2 separate regions of the Hordeum vulgare genome follow, and region 1 is linked to region 2. Evidence: chromatin contacts called from public Hi-C data. All regions are on one chromosome and are shown on one strand. Each heading gives the region's core, a stretch centred on a gene start, on an enhancer-like site or on the middle of the called end of the contact. The rest is flanking DNA. Distances are from core to core; before and after follow the strand shown.

The links. A called contact is a pair of places that touch in the nucleus more often than the background predicts.
Region 1: a Hi-C map of seedling shows a contact between it and region 2, with 4 times the contacts expected there. The contact joins the promoter of LOC123444151 here to the promoter of LOC123444149 in region 2. A contact is called at or near these places in 3 of 6 Hi-C or Micro-C datasets (leaf and seedling) and 1 of 1 datasets of contacts at active chromatin or transcription factors (embryo).

The regions. Positions count from the first base shown.
Region 1 is chr3H:441,995,344-442,000,293 of MorexV3_pseudomolecules_assembly, forward strand. LOC123444151 (alpha/beta hydrolase domain-containing protein 17B) reads left to right here and starts at 3,651. Exons shown (of 5, transcript XM_045120779.1): 1 at 3,651-4,219. The coding sequence starts at 3,852.
Region 2 is chr3H:441,751,942-441,756,917 of MorexV3_pseudomolecules_assembly, forward strand. It overlaps LOC123444149, which reads right to left and starts at 2,849. Exons shown (of 5, transcript XM_045120773.1): 1 at 2,531-2,849; 2 at 1,405-1,465; 3 at 1,218-1,336; 4 at 429-478. The coding sequence starts at 2,680.

The sequences.
Region 1 (4,950 bases), core at 2,401-4,900, 240 kb after region 2:
TGAAAGGTGGAGAAGATAGTCTCGTATCAACCAGGCATACCAACGGGTTATGAAGATACCCATTGATATATATTGATACATGGAGTAGGGATTGCCATGCAAATGATGCACTGGAGCTATAAGTGTATTAAAGCTCCACTGAAACTAAGTGGGGTGTGCATCCAACTTGCTTGCTCATGAAGACATTGGGAATTTGAGGACGCCCGTCATCAGAATATACAAGCCAATTTTATAAATATTTTGATTCCCACTGGCATATGAATGATATAACATGAGACTCTCTACATGATGAACATGGTGCCATTTTGAGGCACAAGTGTGGTAAAGGATAGTAGCAAAGTCCCTTCTCTCTTTTTCTCTCATTCATTTTTTATGGTGGGATCATTTGGCCTCCCCCCTATTTATTTCCTCACAGGGACAATGCTCTAATAATGATGATCATCACACTTTTATTTAATTACAACTCATAGATAACTCAATATGATGAATGAAGCAACATGACTCCGATATGAGTGCCTCTGACAGTGTACCAGGATGTGCAATGATCTAGCATGACATGTATTCAGCTTATGAATTTTGGTGGCCTTGCCACAAATGCTATTATGAATGGTGGCTTTGCCATAAATACGATGCCAGCTCTATATGATCATGCAAAGCAATACTATGATGAACGAACAATTCATGAGAAGTGACGATGAAATTTGCATGGCAGTATATCTCAGAATGGCTATGGAAATGGCATAATAGGTAGGTATGGTGACTGTTTTTAGGAGGATATAATAAGGATTATGTTCAACATAGTGTATCATGTCACGGGGTTTGGATGCACAGGCGGAAGTTGCACCAATCCTTGAGGTGAGAATAGGCTATGCGCGGTACTAGAGAGGCTAGCAAGTAGGAGGAGGTGAGATTGCATATGTCCATTGTGTCACATTAGTCACAAAGAACTCATATACTTATTGCAAAGTTTTATTAGTCTTATCACAAATCAAAGTACTACTCGCATGCCCCGAGGGAGAGGGTTGGTAGGAATTAACCATCGCGTGACTCCGACTCGAAACAACACTAGGTTTTCAACGAGGAATAGAAATGCTCCCACATCATCATCATGCCCTTTTCATTTTTCAGATGTTCAAGAAGTTTTAACATATCTTAATATCAAAACCTCTCTGAATTAATAGTTATGCACTGACACCTTTTCATATCACCACATCAATATCATTAACCATAATTTCTCTATATGTGCTACATGATGGTTTTAATTATCACTTATTGAACACTCATTATTTTTGATCTAGTCTTATGACCCATGCAAGTTACCGTCACTATTTTTCCAGATATCAAACAAATATAAGTGAAGAACGAGAGCGTATTATTTCTATAAAATCTACACGCCGTCGTGCTCAAAAAGATATAAGTGAAGTACTAGAGCAACTGCTAAGCTCAAAAGGTATAAGTGAATCACATAGAGTAATATAACAAATCATGATGATGGTCTCTCTCTCTCAAATAGGTGCGTCCATAAAACAATGATTGTGGAAGAACAAAGAAGAACACCAAAAACTCCAAGAACAAGATTCAAGGGGTTCCCCTCACTTAGTGGAGAAAGTGATTGGTGGAAATGTGGATCTAGATCTCCTCTCTCTTTTCCCTCAAAAAGGAGCAAGAATCATTACAGGGATTGAGAGTTAGCAAGCTCGAAGAAGGTCAAGAATGAGGAAAGTCAACGGATAAGAACCATTGGGAAAGAAGACCCTCTTTATATAGTGGAGGAAAAAATCCAACCGTTACCCTCATTTACAACCCGAGCAAAGCGATACTATCACTGCTAGGAGCGGTACTACCGCTGCCCGGTGCGGTACTACCGCACGCATGGTAGTGGCAGAGGGAGGAACTACTGCACGAGGCAACGAGCGGTAGAACCGCCGGAGCGGCACTACCGCACGCCCTTACGGTACTACCGCAGGGTAGTATCCAACTGCCACAGGAGGTACACGGAAGTAAAAAATTATGCTCAGGCTACGACTGTGTAAAAATCCGACACGGTAGTACCGGACATGGTTGCGGTACTACCGTCTGAGAACGGTGGTAAAAAACTACGCCCGCTCTTTACATAGCGAAAGTACCGACCAAGCTTGTTGGATTCAGGACGACAAGAGTTATCCAAACAGCGAGGAAATCTTAAGAACATACAGTTATGAAAAATGTCAATGATATAGAGATGTTTTTGTTGTTGTTGCAAAATCGCCTCCGACGTCTACATTAATATACGCAGTAGGTCATCTAGTTCCACATAATACGCCAAATTAGCCCCCTCAACCCGATTTAATTTATGTGTTAAAACCCCAGTTTAATTTTCATTTAGCCTCCTCTTAACCTTAAATAAATCTCGTTGAAGCTCGGGCGATGTGTTGGATACGTGATTTTTGCCGGGAGAATCCCCAGTCAATTGCGAGAGCTTTGTTTTTGTTGTTGTCGGAAAACCGCCTCCGATATCTGCAGTATTATACGCAGCAGGTCATCTAGTTCCACATAATACACCAAATTAGCCCCCTGAAGCCGGTTTAATTTATGTGTTAAAAACCCGGTTTAATTTTCATTTAGCCTCCTCTTAATCTTAAATAAATCTCGTTGAAGCTCGGCAGCCGTGTTGGATACGTGGTTTTTGCCGGGTGAATCGGGCGTAGGTAGCGCGGCAGATGGGTGACGAGTCCCAGCCAAACTCGTTGGTCAACCTCCTCGTGACCTGGTCTCCCATGCCCATCACGCCCCGCCGCGATATGATGCCGCATCTCCTGTTTCCTTGCCCTGCCTTCATCATCATGGATCAATTCAAAAGCGAACAACGGGGGATACGGACGGAGAGACCGATTCCTATCCAACCCGCAGCAGCAGGAGAAAGAACGATTGATGATGATTCGGTTCAAAAGAAAGAAAAGATTGATGATGATTGTTGCCGGAGGCAGCTGGTTGGGCGCGCTTTGGGCTCACCCGTCGGCGCATCGTATGTGCTTGACCTTGCGTGGGTGGCTTCGTGTGGGACAACTTCCCGGATGATTATGGACTGCTGGTGCCCATGGTTTGTTGATTTCGCCAAGTTTGTGTATGCGTAGGTTTATTTACATTTGCTCGAGCCGTCCCAATTAAGTGTAGGATACACTCCAAGCTCGAGCACATGCCCCGCACTGACGATGAAGCGCAGCGAGAGAGGGAAAGATAGACGAGTTCTTTACAAAAGGAGCCATACAGCTTGTCATGTACTGGTATGTTGCAGTCGTCATTCCTTTACACCCCCCTATCCCAAAGACAAACCTTTTCTTTTATCGGGAAACGAAAAAGGGTACCAGCCTTGCCATGTTCTCTCCCTTCAACGTAGCTGGACTCCTAGTTCTCTTCGTCCAGCCACCCCTAGTTCTCTAATCCATTTTGATTAGTACCAGTAAAAAAATACAGTTAAAGAGAAAGCAGGGAGAAATGTTTCACTAGTTGGCCACCCACCGTAGAGTCATAGAGACCATAGGCTACCACGACGACCACAGAATTGGCGGGCACGGCCTCAGCCGATCCGCCACATTCCGGTCCGGGTGAGTCCAACCGCTTCGCTCCTTCCGCTAAAATCTAAAGAAACCCCGAGCTAAATCCAGCGCTAGGATTAAACGCGCTCGCCAGGAAAAAAGCTCGCTCCAGCGAGTGAGTGAGCTCCCACCTCCCTCCCCCCTCCTCTCTGCTCCCACCACCACCACCACCACCAAACCCTCCGATCCAAACCCTCCTCCACCTCGCATGCCGCCGCGCGCCCCGAGGCGGCGGCGTAGCTGACCACACCGCGCCTCCCGGAGCCCGCCGACGTCATGGGCGGGGTGACGTCCACCATCGCCGCGCGCTTCGCCTTCTTCCCGCCCACGCCGCCCTCCTACACGGTCGTCGCCGACGCGGCCACCGGCCGCCTCCTCATCCCCGAGATCTCTCGCCCCCCCGCGCGCCGCCGGAGGCGGGACGGCGGCGGGGACTCCTCCTCCGCCGCCGCCGCCGAGGAGGAGGACGCCACGGAGGTGGTGCGCCTCCGCACGCGCCGCGGGAACGAGATCGTCGCCGTCTACGTGCGCCACGCGCGGGCCTCCGCCACGCTGCTCTACTCCCACGGCAACGCTGCCGACCTCGGCCAGATGTACGGCCTCTTCGTCGAGCTCAGCCGCCGCCTCCGCGTCAACATTTTCGGGTAATGCGCCCCTTCCCCCCCGCATCACTCCGCTTCATTCTTGCGGCTGCTACTTCTAAACCGGAGTTGCTCGCTAGTGAGAAGGTTTCCATTGGGGGAAACTTCCGGGAGACGTTTGGGAAAGGTGCGTACTGGAGTAGTAAATAGATATTTGGTGTGCATTTATTATTAGTACTATTAGATTCGGCGTGCCTATTTCTGATTGGTTGCTGCAATCTTGCAAAAAAGGGGGTTTCTCTATTTTGTTCGGGGTAAATTCTCAATGAATCACCTTATATTTAGGTAGTACTTCACTGCTGCAGATCCTCTTATCTAGGCTCAAATTTTTGAATTGCACAGGAAAAACAACTTAGTTTTTTGCGGGAAAAAGAACCTAGTTGCTAGTATTAACTGCGGATGAAATTCAGCTGTATTTGCTGGTAGCAAGATACCACGTTTCCGGTTCCAGTTACTGTTTAGCACTATGTAATCTGTCCAACCATGAAAATTATCTTTGTATTGCTGTCCAAAATTGCGACACCCTCAACGTATTTTCGGTTCTTGTTTTTGGTGTTAAGGGACACACCGTATCCGTCCGTTAGTTTAGAAAACATCGACCTTATTTCTAGGATTGGATGGATTTCAGAATACATGAGCGGTTTCCTTGTAGGCATGCTGTATGTGCTACAGCAGGAATTTTGTAACTTAAGTTTAATAGTTCCAGGCTATCTCTTGTTAGTTATACCGTTATA
Region 2 (4,976 bases), core at 1,599-4,098:
TAAGAAATTTCACACCTTGCTGCCTTACCATAGCTCCATCAGAACCATGGTAAAAAAAACGTCTTATGAATCAGATTTCCTTTGTTTTCTCACAAGAGGCTATCTCATGTCCATCTGATTAAGTTGACCATAAGAATCTCAAAATGGATAGCCTATTAGTAATTTGCAGTTTAAACCATTATTACCTACTTTGTTCACAGCAAGTCAAATGATGTCTTCTTTGTCAGATTCAGTTGTACAATGTACATGAACTTCTTGAATGATGAAGTGTGATATTTAAGCAATCTCATGTTAATAAAGTTTTCCAATGAACTTGAACTGTCCGAATAGCAACTAAGTAGAGAGTAACACGAGACTGTATGAGATAGTTGAAATTTGAAAACATAAGCTGCTACATAGTATGATACAGTACAGTGATGAAATAGTACCCCCAATGCAACTTCCTTTTGTTCCTCAATGGCAGGGATGGTGCAAGATTCTGCAAATATATGGGAATAAATCATCAAGCTATTTTTATGAAAATAATATTTGTGAGTTCTGTTAATTAATTAATGGCCTTGAAGATATGATGACATGACATCAAATCAACGATCTTTAATATATGAAGTCTAATAAATGCCTTAAAGATGTAAATGTATCTACTATTACAATCAAGCAACAAAAAAGTCAACTCAATCTGGTATCACAGTAAACGAAGGGACACATCAACTTTTGATCCTGTCGAATTGATGTACATCTGACAGACAGAGACATAAAAGGGATTATAATCGCAATTATATTGCATTTTTAACCTATTTGGTAAACACCATGTAAGAAACAGACAGATGCCAACACCAAACAGTACTTCTAGATAAAACCAATAAGAATCTGGATCATTAAATTTTAGTTAATTTTCTGGCAAGATCAGCCTATGGTACCTATTAACAAAAATAAGAAAAACAGTATATATTTTGCTGCAACAGCTGCAAAAATCAAGGTATAGCAGTTTGTCCCATTACCTGAGAAAATTTCAATACCTAAAGACCAATTGAAATATGTTACCGGGACCGAGAAATAAAAATTCTGTAGAAAATAGCTTCACTTCTATAGATAACCCTTTTCCCATAACTAATTTGCTGTGCTACAGTTAGAGGCCCAAGCAAAAGCAACGATCTTCACGAAGTTAGATGAAAATAAGATAGTAACCAAGCACTTTCAATAAGTAAAACCAGACATACCGCTTGGGCTCCTGTAGTCGATGTTGTATGCTGTACATCTATTGCGGCACTATCAATTGATTTATCCTTATTGCTAAATTGAGAATCATTCGCTACATTTGTATTCGTCCCAGCTCTTCCTACAAATAAAGATCTCTTGCTAAAAAAAACTGAACACAAGGTAATCACAGATACAAATGAGAGATACCTTTAGGTTTTCCTTTGGATTTTGTTTTTTCCTTTAGTTGTAGCCGTTTCTTGTGTAATTCCTGTAACATGAAAGATCAAACAATTTAGTTGGTATTTCTCGGAACAAAAACAAAACTATGGAGTTGGTAACTTCCGAAAAAAGGATAGAAACACTCTGAACAAACTTTTGGAAATTTGCCATTTTATTCAGGGTTGAGATTCTTAAGGATGGGAAATTCTGCTTTTCAACTGAAACTTCTCAAATGAAATTGTCAAAACCAGCATCTCGTTAACAATCTATGTAATGTGTATGACACAAGAAAACAAATAAACCCAAACAAAAACATCACATCCAGTTTAGAACGATAACTTTTCTATACTCCAACCCAAACTCTAGCAACAATAGGTTTCAAATAGGCATCTCACAGAAGTGCAAGTACAGTATGCAGGATTCCTAACTAAAGCATAACACTGTGTCCTCTATGTTTTGACCTGAAATTTTGCAAGTTTTTCTTTTCTTTAACTGCAACAATTGCTAAACACAAAAACTACACCCTTCACAATATCTGGGTGATTTATTGTCTTGCCAATGTCGATGCCAAACAGTCAATGGCTCAGCTAAAAACCTCTGGAAAACAACTGGATTTTGGATGCCTGTTCTGTTCCTCTATTGGAACACTGCTGTGGCTGGTCGTGTGGTGAAAAAAAGGAGAACACTCCAACTATCAGAATTCAGAAGCTGAACATATGTCTACGCAGCAACGTTTCTACACTTCATAAGAACAATTTTATACTGGAAACAAATCAAATTATTTCTAACAATTTTGTATAAAAAAATCTGGATAAATTGGTTCTTGGCGATGATGAGGGCAGCATAAGAAAACACAACACGTCACCCGTAGAAAAAATACTACAATTCTATATGACATTAACATTAAAGCCTACAGCTTGAACATTTCCAGCTATTGAGGAGTAGGGAGGGAGGGACCATTTTTGCCCTGCCCTAGTGTGCTGTGCTCTTCCAAAATACAATAATATGCTTCTATAACGGTTAGAAAGAAACATCCACCTGTTGGGATCATGAGCCTCACAAGAATACAAGGTTCGCACTGAACATTCGAGAAATCCAAGTAAGAGAAGAAAACCTTGAACTTGTCGAGCTGATCTTGGGACAGCTTGGAGGGCTTGAATTCCGGATCGAGGAGCCTACTGGATGCGAGCGCATCCTCCTTTCCCCTCGCCTCGTCGTCTCCATCAGCATCTCCTCCGCCCCCGCCTCCGCCTCCGCACCCCATCTCTTGCTTTGCCTTTTTTCTTTCTTCCGTCTTCCCTGCCTGTTTCCTTTCGTTTTGAGAGAGAGAGAGAAAGAGGAGGAGGAGGAGGAGGAGAAACAGATAGGCTGGCCCTAATCTTGGCCCAAGGAGTATGGTCGGGTGATCTTGGCCCAAAAGGTTCGTCGATTTGAGTACGAACACACTGAAAACAAGGGGAGCTTCTAATTGGTGCTGCACGGAAAATCCTATACGACGCACGCTGCGTCAAGTTATTTTTAAGCTTAAGTTTTTTTAAGAGGTAAAACAACTTTATTCATCATAAACCAGAAAGTGGGATATAAATTGGGTCATGAGACATCCTCAACCAAGTGTGGCGCCCCGGTCCTCTACGCACACAGAACTTACCTAAATGGTGTGCTCCATATTGGCTGCACGTCCTTCAAACAAAAAAGTACAATGAAAATGACCTACTCTAGACTTAATCTCCTTGATCACTGCTCCATTATTTCCCATGCTTCCATTGTTGATATCCATGATCGCCTGTTTTGAGTCAGATGCAATAACCACTCGTTGCAAATTAAGATCTGCTGCAAGCGCGAGGGCTTCTCTACATGTGATGGTCTCTAGGATGAGTGGGTCTTGGAGTTCAGCAATCACCGGTGTCGAACTACCCATATAGTTGCCATGATCATCGCGGCAAACTGCAGCCGCCGATCCCGCTCTGCCTACGCGAATGCCTACATCCACGTGGATTTTCACGTACCCCGTCGGTGGAGCTTTCTAACGCGTTGTGTGAACTTCCACAGGGCCTCTCGAGACTCCTGTTGGGCGCGGGATCCTCAATGCCTCAAGCTCCTGGATGAAGTTTCTTACGAAGGATTGGGTAGCTTGGGGTGACTGGAAGATGTGCTCGTGAATCGCCTTACGACGGGCTATCCATATCGCCCAAAGGGTAACAACAAGGAGAATGAACAGATCGTGTGGAAGCAGATCAATTAGTGCAAAGAGCCATTGCTTGGCATTGGGTTCGGTATTTGCAATCAGACTCCGAGCTAAATCTTCGTCAACCAAGGCCCAGGTGCATCTAGATGAGGTTCAGTTAACCAGGGAATGTTTCCAGGAATCGAGCGCTCTACACATACCACATAAGGGGCTGTCAATCATGTGTCTATGAGCCCTGACATCTTCAGTTGGGATTGATTGCTTGGCCAGTCTCCATAGAAACATTCTGACTTTCCCCGGGACTCTAACCTTCCACAGGTTCTTTCATGGCGCCTCCTCCACCACCACAGATGACGGTCCAGCTGCACCCTCCAGCCATGCCTCGCGACGCTGTCGGGTGGCCACCAACATGCGATAGGCCGATTTGACAGAAAAGGTTCCATTGCGTTCAAATTTCCAACTCCAGAAATCCTCATCGTTACTTGTACAGATTGGGATGCTCATTATCGCATGTACATCCATGGGCATAAAAACTTGCCTAATCATCGGCTCATTCCATGAGGCATTTGTATGATCCATAAGCTCCGCCACAAAAGCAGGTGGGTCCTTGATAAAGCACTCATAGGGCCGCATCATCTCAGATCTCGGGATCCAAGTATCCTCCCAGATCAAAGTATTATGCCCATTCCCTATCCTCCATATCAAGCCGGGCCTTAGGGTGTCACGTCCTTCTATGATCGCCCTCCAAATCTGGCTAGGATGTCCACCGAGAGTAGCCTGTAAGATTGTGGTGCCTGGGAAATAAACACTTTTAAGTATCCTAGCACAAAGAGTGTATGGGTGTTCGAGCAGCCTCCACGCCTGTCATGCTAGCATTGCCATGTTGAAAAGTTCAAAGTCTTTAAACCCTAGTCCTCCCATGCCTTTCGGTTGGGTCATAGCCTGCCACGAAACCCAATGTGGTTTTCGTTTGCCATCTTTTGAGCCCCATCAAAACTTTCGAATGAGCGTATTCATGTCTTTGCATAAACCCCTCGAAAGCTTGAAACATGACATAGAAAACATCGGAACAACCTGTGCTACGACCTTGATCAGAACCTCTTTGCTTGTTGTTGACATGGTGTTTTCTGTCCATCCTTAGACTTTTCTCCACAATCGATCCTTCAAGTATTTAAAAGACCCATTCTTCGAGCTCTCCACATCTGAAGGCATACCCACGTACTTCTCGTTTAGGGTTTCGCTGGGTACATTGAGCAAGGACTTAATGTCCGTTCGAGTACTCTCGGCCACCCCTTTGCTGAAGTATATCTGAAGGTTTTGAGCGTCAAGTTGTCTAGGTTTCATACAGGCTTTACGAGGTAGCGACGCGATTTGG